2 separate regions of the Mus musculus genome follow, and region 1 is linked to region 2. A link is a contact called in public Hi-C data. All regions are on one chromosome and are shown on one strand. The core of a region is the stretch at or near the end of the contact, and the rest is flanking DNA. Distances in the headings are between cores, read along the strand shown. Region 1 has its middle 22 kb from the start of Tec. Region 2 overlaps Tec (tec protein tyrosine kinase).

Region 1 (6,068 bases), core at 2,639-5,138, 110 kb after region 2:
ACACCCTCCATTCCTACGAACAAATGTGAGTAGCAGCAATAATTAAGCATGAAAACAAAACAAAACAAACCACTCTGCCTTGTTCAGCCGCTGCTCTCTCCAAAGGAATCAAGATGAGTGCTGAAACCTTGATTTGGGGTGAAGTTCTTCCATCTGGCCAGGGAAAACCTTTGCCTAAAATCGTATTTTCTTATCGACAGTCTTGAGTTGTCCACTTACGTGGCATGCAGTTTTTAGGTACCCACCTTTACGCTCGTGGGCGGGCCGTGCTTCCAGCCACCCGCCCAGGGTCTCTTTGGATCCAGGGATGAAAGACACACAGACATTAGAGTAGACACACAGACATTAGAGTGTTCTTAACATGACTTAATGGCTCAATGGCTGAGCACTTCTAAGCCTCCCGCAACTGGCGTGCCCTTCCCTCCAGTACTCTGTCTGAACACCTTCCAAATCTACCTTGACTTTGCTGCCCGATTACCTTCTGTGATGCCCCCTTCCTCTTTGCTGCCCAAGGCGCTACCAGGCAGCCCTCCTATGAGCTGCTTTCCCTTTCTGCCTATATTTTAAATGATCTTCTCTACAGCTCTGAGTCTGTTCTGGCTCTCTTTCCCAAGTATAATGATCTCTCTCTCTCTCTCCCTGCATCTTAGCCTGCGCAACTCTAAGGGTCCCGCCCCACCTCCTTTTTCCCAGCACTGGCCAGTGGCACTTTTATTGGTCAATTAAAAACTAATTGGGGACATGGAGGCCATAACTTTCATTACGTTGCATTCAAATATTTTGTTTATCGAATGCGCATTAAAGTCACCAAATAATATGTGAGAGAAAGTGCTCATAATGCCCAGCAGGGGAAAATGGTAAAATCCATAATAAATAGAAGTCAGACAGATGAAAGAGAAAATAACATCTATAAAAATGGGCCAAGAACATAAACAGGTGTGTTTCGAAGAAAACCTAACCGTAAAACATAGAAACACAAGTTCTGCCTGCTGGTAATTACAAGTGCAAATTACAAAGTGAAGCAATAAAGATTCAAAGCTTGACTTTCCTCCGACTGGAAAGGCTTTCAGTACTGGCCTAGGAGAGGATGCGATTTTCTGTTGAGTGTCAGGTACAGCCATTAGGAAGAAAGCCAGCCACACCTTGTAAAGCTAAGGGTGTCCTTGTGCCAATGAAACTTTCCCACATAGATATAAGGAAGGACAGCCGGGGAGTGTTTACTACATCAGAACAATGAAGAAGGAACAATACAAAAGCACTCTAGACAACAGAGACAGCTCAGGGGCTTGCTGCCAATTCTGATGGAAGACCTAAATTCAATCCCTAGGACCCATAAGGAGAAAATCAGTCCCTGAAGCTTGTCCCCTGCCTTTCACAAGTGTGCTTTGGCACATACCCACACACCTAACACCCATACTTACAAGTTAATTCTGTCCCTAGGATAACTTTCTGATGTAAGGGTAAACTCCAGTTAAAATCAAAGAACGCTTGTTTCCAGGATTGTCTTGGTTGGGTGCCCACCCTCCCATCCCTCAGTGCCCAATGACAGTATGATTTGAAAGGACTTCCCAAGATTCCTCTACTCTTACACAGGTCAGTAAGGTGTTGTTGCTGTTGTTGTTGTTGTTGTTGTTGTTGCTGTTGTTGAACTTGCACACAGGCTTTGTCTTGGACAACGTGCTTTTGGGGGCTGTGGATTTAAACTATCTGTTCAAATCCTGCAACACAAAGCACAGAGCGCCTGGGGTCCAGGTTAGGATGCAAACACATACGATAAATCTGATGAACGTCTTTACATCATTATAGACATGAGTGGCTCAGTCGATTGTTACACTAGTGAGAGGGGACTTAGCTGTGCTACAGTGCTTGTATGGCACCTGTGAGGCCCTGGGTTCCATGCCCAGCACCCTGGTAAACTGCAATACTTCTATAATTTTAATGTTTTCTTTAATAACCTAATTTTTAAAATTATCAAATATCCCAAATCTACAGAAAATATCCTAAGCATTGGCCTATCATCTCAAAATTCCTCTGTGTGTGTGTGCGTGTCTCTGTCTCTGTCTGTCTGTGTCTGTCTGTCTGTCTCTGTCTGTCTCTGTCTGTCTCTGTCTCTCTCTCTGTCTCTGTCTTTCTCTCTCTCTCTGTCTCTCTGTCTCTCTCTGTCTCTCGCTCTGTCTCTGTCTCTTTCTGTCTCTGTCTCTCTGTCTCTCTGTCTCTCTCTCTCTCTCTCTCTCTCTCTCTCTCTCTCTCTCTCTCTCTGTGTGTGTGTGTGTGTTCCACTCTGTAGCCCCAGCTGGATTGGAACTCACAGAGCTCTGTCTGCCTCCCAACTCCCAAGTGCTAGGATTAAAAGCATGCACCACCACACCTCGCTTTACCATGTCAATTTTTAATTCTTTTTTATTATTTCATGTATATGAATGTTTTGCCTGCGTGCCACATGTGTGCCATGCTTACAGAGGGCAGGTGAAAGCACTGGATTAGAACTGGAGTAAACCGGGGTGGCACACGCCTTTAATCCCAGCACTTGAGAGGCAGAGGCAGGCAGATTTCTGAGTTCGAGGCCAGCCTGGTCCTACAAAGTGAGTTCCAGGACAGCCAGGGCTACACAGAGAAACCCTGTCTCGAAAAACCAAAAAACAAACAAACAAACAAACAAAAACAAAAGAAGAAGAAGAAGAAGAAGAAGAAGAAGAAGAAGAAGAAGAAGAAGAAGAAGAAGAAGAAGAAGAAGAAGAAGAAGAAGAAGAAGAACTGGAGTAACATAGCTGTGAGCCACCACGTGGGTGCTGGGAATTGAACCGGGGTTCTCTAGAAGAACAGCAAGTGATCCTAACCACTGGACTACCCCTTTAGTCTCACCATCTCTATTTAAATAGTGCCTATCTTTCTGGAATAAGCACTCTGACACAGAGGGGAGAGGAAGAGATGTCATGGGTAGACTGAAGTCAGGATCGTTCCTGAAAGCCCTCAGGATCGGGTCCTATTTGTAGTTTCATTTTCTACTCTAAAACAGTGGTTCTCAACCTGTAGGTTGTGACCCCTTTAGGGACAACTGTTTCACAGAGGTCACTATCAGATATTTACATTACAATTCATGGCACTCGTAAAATCACAGTGATGAATTAGCGACGATAATGATTGTATGGCTGGGGGTCAGCACAGCATGAAGAACTGTATTAAAGGGTCTCAGCATTGTGAAGCTTGAGAAACACTGGTCTAAACCCACAGTGTGGAGTGAACAGTGTAGATCTTACAGAAGCCTATGTGGCAGTCAGCAGTCAGCAGGTTGTTAAAGGATATGGCCCATTGTTTCGGCTCCCGGGCTTTCTGTTCCAGGTAGCAAGGGTACCTAGAACAGAAGCAAGTCACGCTTGGTAACTAGGCAGTACAGCAGTGCTTTCTATAACTCACTAAATAAATCAATGTCCAATACGTGGTCTTTTCTACGTTATTTACATATTTTTTGCCATCTTTGCTTCAGAAGGTTTTCCTCTAAATAAATAAAATATTGAGAGGGATAGAGAGATGGTGGTTAAGAACACTTGTTGCAGCTGAGCCCGGCTGGTGCCTTAACCCCAGCACTCGGAAGACAGAGGCAGGAGGCTCACTGAGTTCAAATGCTGGGATTAAAGACAGATGCTGTGCACCACCCAGCCTTGCAAAGTATTCTTGCATTAAAAAACAAATCAAACAAACGAAAACTAAATCCTCTCAGGAAAAAAAAAAACTTTTCAGTAATCATTAAGACACTTGGTAAATTTGACTTTATCAAGCTAGCTGAAGATAGATCACCCTGGGGATTTTGACGCCCTGGCTGGTAGGAGCCCAAATGGGCCCCCGCAGTTTGAATTCCATAGTAAAGTCTCCTTCTTGCCACTAGGTGGCGCTTCCTGGCTTTCGGCGAGGTTACTGCATTGTCTCTCTGTTACCTCGAGGTATTGACTTTTTACTTTGAAGGGTGTGGACACTAGCTGCCGGAATGTCACCGGGATTGTGATCCGGATCCTGGTGGTAACTGAGATTGCACCTCACGTCTCGCGTCTTGCATCTCACACCTCAAATACTTACTGTCTCTCCTAGCCAATTTACTCACTCATACTGTGTCAGTGGTGTTTTTCTAAGAGTTATATTTTTTGCTGAAAGGACCCAGATATAGCTGTCTCTTGTGAGACTGTGCTGGGGCCTAGCAAACACAGAAGTGGATGCTCACAGTCAGCTATTGGATGGATCACAGGGCCCCCAATGGAGGAGCTAGAGAAAGTATCCAAGGAGCTAAAGAGATCTGCAACCCTATAGGTGCAACAACATTATGAACTAACCAGTACCCCGGAGCTCTTGACTCTAGCTGCATATGTATCAAAAGATGGCCTAGTCAGCCATCACTGGAAAGAGAGGCCCATTGGTTGTGCAAACTTTATATGCCCCAGTACAGGGGAACGCCAGGGCCAAGAAGTGGGAGTGGGTGGGTGGGGGAGCATGTGGGGGACTTTTGGGATAGCATTGGAAATGTAAATGAAATAAATACCTAATTTTTTAAAAGGATATGGTACTTTCTAAAAAAAAATAATGGGAGGGGGGGAGAAAATTATACAACACGAGCCTAAAGGTATTATATCCTCTTCATCTAGGACTCGGATTCACTGCTTAATGGTGCTTTAACATTCTGTCTGTCTTTCTATCTGCCCATCCATCAATCATCTATATTCCCTCCATCCCTCACTCAATTTTCTTTTCTCAGAACAAAATCAGGAGGCACGCAGCATCAACTTGTCTCTTTAATGAGCAACTATTTTGTTTCTCTGTTGCTAAGTGAATAATGTTTCCGGCTCCTAGTTAAAACAAACAAACAAACAAACAAACAAACCCAAACCCAGTATGTTGATGGGATAACAGGTTGGGACCATACAAGCATCCTTTCTCTAGTGAAACTTTGACCAACTGTTTCCTCAACTGTTAGCAGCTGCTGCCTCCTGACTCTGTTGTTTCTTTTACCTTCCCTACTTGGCAGGCTATTATAATATGGACACTCACTTACACATTCATTCACTTCTGCATGCCAATATATGGCATATTTCATTTTACTCTTTGGCTTAGAATCCACAACTAATATTTATTTTTGGTGCTAATGTTGTCCCAAATTTGGCAAGTGGGATCCTCTTTAACATGTCCTGTAGACCTGAGACCTTCCCTATTCTCAGTTGCAAAATGATCTTTATCTTATCTTGGGTCTCCCTCGGCAACCTGGAATTGGAAACTTCTCCAGTGAGCTCCAGGTCCTTTCAGTCAATTACTTTAGACACCAAACTGGTGTGAGGCGTGCTCACTGTTACCAAGATGCCACTCTTACCAGGCATTCTTGCCAAACAGACCCCCACGCCCATCCATACTGTACCTATACATAGCCAACATCTGTAACTCATACCTATACATAGCCAACATCTGTAACTCATACCTATACATAGCCAACATCTGTAACTCATAAACCATGATATCACGGCAAGTCTGTAAAGACAACCTTGGCTTCTCTCTTCATCTGTACGCCCTTCTGCAACACTGAGTAGCTTGCCTTCCACCATCTTTTTTATGTTTATTTCTACATAGATTTGTTTTCCCCAACCAGTATCTAGGTCAAATGACACACACACCCTTTTTTTTTTCCCATGAGCCACCTTCTTGGCAGAAGCCACCAAGCCACAGATTAAGTTTACTGTCTCAGTCCCAGACCTGCTTAACCTGCCAGCCCCAATTCTGTATGTCCCCGATCCCAGGTGATCTCTTGACATTTGGCTTCCTCCCCTTTCCTTCCTGAACACATAGAACATTTCTTAACTCTTTCTATGGCACCATGTGAAGGGAATTTGAAAAGAAGTCTTGCTGATCACTGATGCAGTTGGCAGGTTTTAATACAGTATCCGCCCCTCCCCCCATCCCTTTCATGTGGTCTGACTGATGATAACCAATTCTTAAGAATCTGATTATCCATAGCCATCCTCAGACCGTGCTTGGTGTCTTTTTGTTAATTACAAAAAGACAGTTCCTGGAGGGCCCAGAAACTGGATTTAAAG
Region 2 (5,703 bases), core at 164-2,663:
GCCTGATGCACTCATCTGTAAGGCAGGTGCTTGGAGGATGAAATGCTGGGTATGCTGGCAGAGTTAGGAAAGGCATCATTTTGTAACGCCTAGTCAAAGAGTGGCTCTCTAGCATCAAGAGGGAACACAGTAAGAGAACTTTACAGTGTGTCTGTCAGGCCAGTTCCTGAACCACGAACTCGGTACCACCGACAACAGCACAGCTAGAGCTCATCTCTAAGGTGACCAAGCTTCTAACTCCAACCACCAGATTACCAAAAATGAGATGACACAGAGGTATGCCAAACATCCCAAGAAGCAGACGGTCCACTTGCGATAGATGATGATGGTTCATTTGATAAGCTAAATAAACTCATCTCGTCAACAGATCAAAAATGGAAAGTGTAAAATAAAACAAAAAGACAGACAAACAAACAAAAAGCCCACAGGAGACATCCAAGTCAGGTATGGGGGCACATGCCAATGGTCTCTTCCTTTAAGACTTAAATTACCTGTACAAGTAATGCTTACTGTATATATACATATATGTGTATCTTATATACATTTATACCTATATACACACTGACAGAGATAATGAAAAACTCGAATAATAAGTTGTTCCCTTATACTGTGAATATACAGAGAGAGAGAAATTAGAAGAAAGTTTCAATAAATTACTTCTTACAAAAAAAAATGTAGCAAAATGTAGAGCGCTGTGTAGCGTGTGTGATGATCCAAGTTTGATCCCAGCACGCACATACAAAGAAAGAAAGGAGAGAAGGGGGAGGGGAGGAAGCAAGGAGGAAGAAAGGGATAGAAGAAAGGGAGGGAGGGAGGGAGGGAGGGAGGGAGGGAGGGAGGGAGGGAGGGAGGGAAGAGAGGAAAGGAAGACAAGGGAAAGAAGGGAGGGAAGTGGGAGGGAAGGAGAAAGAAAGGAGGGAAGGGAAGGAGAGGGAGAGAGGGAAGACGACAGTTTTAGTGAATGAGAACTAAGTATAATGCATTCAAACACCTGGAAGGAGGTAATTGATTAATTTGCATTTATGGAGTGATCACTAAGGATACATATACTTCAGAGTTGGTGAGATAGTTTAGTGGGTAAAGAAACCAGCCACTCAAATCAAACAACCTGAATTTAATCCCTGAAACCCAAGTCAAGGATGACAGAGAACCAGCTCCACAAGCTACCCTTGAGTAGACCCTGGCATGCAGGCAGACACAACACACACACACACACACAGACACATGCACACAGACACACAACACACACACAGACACACACACACACCAATAACAAAAATAAACGTAAATTTTAAGTAAATTTTAAAATGCCCCTCACGATGCTGCAAATTCAGTTTGCTTGCACTCGTGGCCAGCTGGACTAAGTCTGTTGTAAGCAATTAGAGTGTTCACACTTCCCTCGGCACGTGACTCACACCCTCTGAGAGTCACACGCCAATGAAGCACTTACCCATACTTATCTCTCGCTCTCCACCAATGGAGGTCATTCTTTTCCAGGATGATATACTCTTGGCCTCTCTCTAACCTGAGGTCATGTGCTTCCGTCGCTTGGAAGTCATACATCGCTACAACGATTTCTTCAGTATTTTCTTCCTCTGGGGGAATTGGTGGAGGAGGCCTTCTCTATGCAAAGAGAGTCACATTGTCAAGTTCAGCTTCTATTTGTAAGGGATCATGAGGCACAGCCGTAAAGCACTACAGAAGTCACAAGTCACCCTAGAGGGAAGCCTCAGGTCTAGCCCTCCACGACAAGGCTGGTGCTGTTGGAATTCTTAAGAGTTAAGATTCAAGGGAGGAGCAAAGCCTGCCCTTTTTTTTTAAGTATTTACAAGGGTTTTGCTTGACAATTGCTTGTTTGGCCTCAGGTCAAGGATCATTTTCCAGAGAGAGAGGCAATGAGAACTTACAAGTAGGTACTAGGCAGACTAAAGGACCAGACGTGGTGGGAGACTGATGCATCATGGACTCTATTGCTAGATCTCCCACTCCGAGCAATGTGCATGCCCTTGTCCCTTCATTGTGTAAAGCACATGCTTAGGATCTTACAGGTTTCCTTATTTATTCTTCGTGATGCTACAATGAAATAAGCCTACAGCTGAAGCAAGCCACCCATAGTTACTCACAGTTCCTATTGGCTAAGGTCCTGACTGGGTCCAAATTACATGTTACTCTACCATATCCCACTCCACAGGCATATCATTACATTTCTAAAGCCACTCCTTTATTGTGCTGTGTTCTTACGACAGTTCATGTGCCTTTAAAATATCACACCTCCCAAATGGACTCTGAGGCCAATCTACAGCCAAATGCCAGCAGGTAACAATGATAAAACTGACCCCAACAACAAAAGCTAAAGAACTAAGCTGATAGTGCTGATATTAAGAACTATTCAAATGGGCTCCAGCACACCTGCTTCTCAGGTGGTCCTGGAAGAAAGCAGGACAGCATGGCTGAACATAGCATAGTCAATAAAGCACAGACCCACCCCAAACACAACTTAAAGACGAGGTAGGGGAGGTCCTGTTGCTACGGTCTTGTTCCCCAATTGGTCCTTGACTTGTCAATAAAGAGGGCCGGGAGCCAATTGCTGGACGGAAGGTACAAGTGGGAATTCCAGGTCCCAAGAGGAAAAGGAGACACAGGGAAGGAGAGAAGGCTTTTTCTGCCATGCTTTGGAATGAGAAATAAGCAGCAGTCATGTAAGGTCTCCAGGCAGCTAGGGCCTTCGGTCTCCACCATGGGCCCGGGGCCAGGAGATTGGCGGGGCATGGCTGATACAAGCCACTAAGTTTAGGGCAGGAGAAGAAAGGGAGATAATAATTGGTAAGGGCATGCCTTTGAGGCAGGAGATAGCTGAGCCCAGCAATTGTGCCTAGCCAGCAACTAGTAATAAAGTTGTCTGTCTGTCCTTCATCCGTGGATTCTAGGATCTCAGGAGTGGGCTGGTAACGTTACCCCTCCAGGAGCAGAGGCCGGTCGGAAAGAGAAGCCGGGTCAGTGCCAGCAGCACAGATGCCGAAGCAGACCCCGGAGCTAAGCAGGATAGCATGAGAGGGAGCCAGGAGTGGGCTGGTAGCTCGGTTGTAGCTCCCAGGCTAAAGCGGGAGCATGTTTTTAAAACTACATGCAACAAAGACGTGACATGTGAAGGCAGAGACCACTCACCTTCTTTATTTCTGGCGCGGGAGGCAGGGTCTTTCTTATACCTGTAAATGCCAATAACTGTAGATCATGGTGGTGCCCCACAAGAACTGACAGAAGATACTAGTGTCGGAGAGTGAGCTGTCCGCAGGGAGCCGCTGTGCCCAACTCCCCACCTACTCTAACATCAGGACCTCAGGATTGCCTCAACTGGATCATCTGGCCTCTTACTTCTCAATTCTCAAAGTGAAGCAAAAGATAAACTGGAGCTGGGGTCTGACAGAGCGGGTGCTTAGCAGTATGAGGCCCTGGCTCAGTGCTTAGCATCATGGAAAAGCAGATGAATAAACCCATATGCTGGTTACGGTGGTGTTCCCTTATCTGTGGCTTCACCTCCCACAGATTGAGTTGTACCAGCGTGAGAGCCATGGTATGAAAATACTAAATGGAGCAACTCGAGAGCTTGCATTTGCACTCTCCTGAGAAATGTGATAACAATCTCTACTTGTCTGCTCACACCCTCCCAGGCCATGAATCATCCCTTGGTCCAGCACGTCCACACTGCATCCACTCTCTGCTCCATTAGTTACATTACCATCTCGGCTCCCATATCAAATGTGGTGGGATCACGGCACATCAATCATTTTTAACTGATGACTCCGAAGGAAAGCATAGCAATGCTGGCACTCACATACACCAAAGAGAAGCCAAAAAATAAAAATGGACCCTTGATCTGAAAAGCTAAAAGGTCTCAATAAGGAGATTAAAAAAACACTGCTATTACTAAGATAACACAATAAGAAAGTGTGTTTAATAACTTTGATTGTGGCATGAGATTAGAGTTGTATTTTATTGACATGTATCGTAGTTAATTTCTTATTGGGTCCAAATCATAAATTACTTTATAGCTGGTATGTATGTATATAGGTATCGAGAAAGAGTATATGTAACATTCTATGCACTGGGGACAGATTCTCTGAAGATAAGGTGATACCACTGTAAAGACATAGTGAACATAGATAAAGTTCTAATCAAGGGGATGGGCCAATTTAGACCCTGTCCCCATAAAAACCTGTGGGCACCTGGGTCCTCTCATCACTCTGTGACCAAAGGAGAAAGAGTGGCAGAGTTGAAACAACCTCGACAGCCACCAGCAGAATCGTGCCTGCCAGATCTGGGCCAGCTGCTTGCCTCTGTAACTTTAACTAGCTGTGACTTCTCAGCCATGTCTACAGCAAGTCAGGCTGGACTTTACCTAGGTATGTAATAACAACAGTCTGGAAGCCTGGATCTCTCTTGTTTATGTGCTAGGTGAATGCCAGCATGACTACCCAGGAAGATTCAGAGTGGAGGAACTCGGGATCAGGGTTGTTCTTGCCCAAGGCAACAGCCCTGAGGAATGGCCACTATCTCCCTCCCCAGAAGTTGCATTGATGCAACACACATCTCGAAAAAAACCAAAATAAAAAAAAAAGAAAGAAAAGAAAAAAGAAAGAAAGAAAGAAAGAAAGAAAGGAAGGAAGGAAAGAAGGAAGGAAGGAAGGAAGGAAGGAAGGAAGGAAGGAAGAAAAAGAGAGAGAGAGAGAGAAAGAAAAAGAAAAATAGAAAAGATGCAACACGGGCTGGTGACATGGCTCAGCAGGTAAGAGCACCCGACTGCTCTTCCGAAGGTCTGGAGTTCAAATCCCAGCACCCACATGGTGGCTCACAACCATCCGTAATGAGATATGACTCCCCCTTCTGGAGTGTCTGAAGACAGCTACAGTGTAGTTACATATAATAAATAATAAATAAATCTTTTTAAAAAAAAGAAAAGATGCAACACACATGGCAGCCACAATGCAGGGTGACTCCATAGGACATCCCATCCTCCTTGGTACTAGTAGCTTTTGGTCTCTGTGGTTTTCACTCATGACTCTCACGGTAAGGGTTTATAGGGGTCCTGGGTGCATCTGAGCCTGGGATTACAGGCATGCACTGCCACCTATGGTCCACACTTATAACAGATTCATTTTAACAGACCTCACTGCTGTAATTAAGCTCCCCGAAGAGGCCTCGCCTCTGCAAGGTCCCACTGCTACATAAACACCATCGATCTCAGAGGCTGTATCTGCCCTGTAGTGTCCTCCACTCCATCAGCATCAAAATCCCATCACTTCTCCCAACACCAACAGCGCACTCATGCTGCGTACATCACAGCTAAAGAGTCAGATGAATACTTACTACTCTCAAAAAGATTGTACTTCTCACATCCGGGTGCTAGTTTTTCTGTTTGTCTACAACACTGGTAACTCCCATCTGCCCAGAATTTAGGATGGTATTTAATCATGATATTATTGTTGTTCTTTATTTCTGCAATGCACAGACACATGAGTGGTTAGTGGAATAAAACAAACAAAACTGTTGGTAAGTAACTGCCGATCATCATTTCTTCCTTGACCAACATGCTTGGTATGAGAATGCCATTGTGATATCACATATTCAATATTCAGAGCAGCTAGATGGTTCTCTCTCTGTCCCCTCTTCCTCCCTCCCTTTTTTTTTTGAAACACTCATGTGAAG

The links. Hi-C and Micro-C count contacts between places; a contact is called where the count stands out from the background.
Region 1: a contact with region 2 is called in a Hi-C map of bone marrow-derived macrophages, with 44 read pairs. The contact joins two enhancer-like sites. A contact is called at or near these places in 2 of 39 promoter capture datasets (the 3T3-L1 cell line and the C10 cell line), 2 of 15 datasets of contacts at CTCF or cohesin (large pre-B cells and pro-B cells), 4 of 484 Hi-C or Micro-C datasets (the P5424 cell line, bone marrow-derived macrophages, embryonic fibroblasts and 1 more), 4 of 115 datasets of contacts at active chromatin or transcription factors (acute myeloid leukemia, embryonic stem cells and microglia) and 4 of 9 other capture datasets (adipose tissue, bone marrow-derived macrophages, liver and 1 more).

Annotation. Positions count from the first base shown.
Region 1 is chr5:72,887,808-72,893,875 of GRCm38.p6, forward strand. No RefSeq gene overlaps it. Among named protein-coding and RNA genes, the nearest start is that of Tec, 22 kb to the left of the region's middle. Within about 2 kb of position 3,889, at least 8 of the 459 cell types and tissues checked have an H3K27ac peak or open chromatin away from gene starts, as enhancers often do. A contact at or near this core is called in bone marrow-derived macrophages, where this site is marked.
Region 2 is chr5:72,780,553-72,786,255 of GRCm38.p6, forward strand. It overlaps Tec (tec protein tyrosine kinase), which reads right to left. Exons shown (of 19, transcript NM_001113460.2): 6 at 5,365-5,493; 7 at 3,166-3,206; 8 at 1,451-1,623. Among named protein-coding and RNA genes, the nearest start is that of Txk, 31 kb to the left of the region's middle. Within about 2 kb of position 1,414, at least 2 of the 459 cell types and tissues checked have an H3K27ac peak or open chromatin away from gene starts, as enhancers often do. A contact at or near this core is called in bone marrow-derived macrophages, where this site is marked.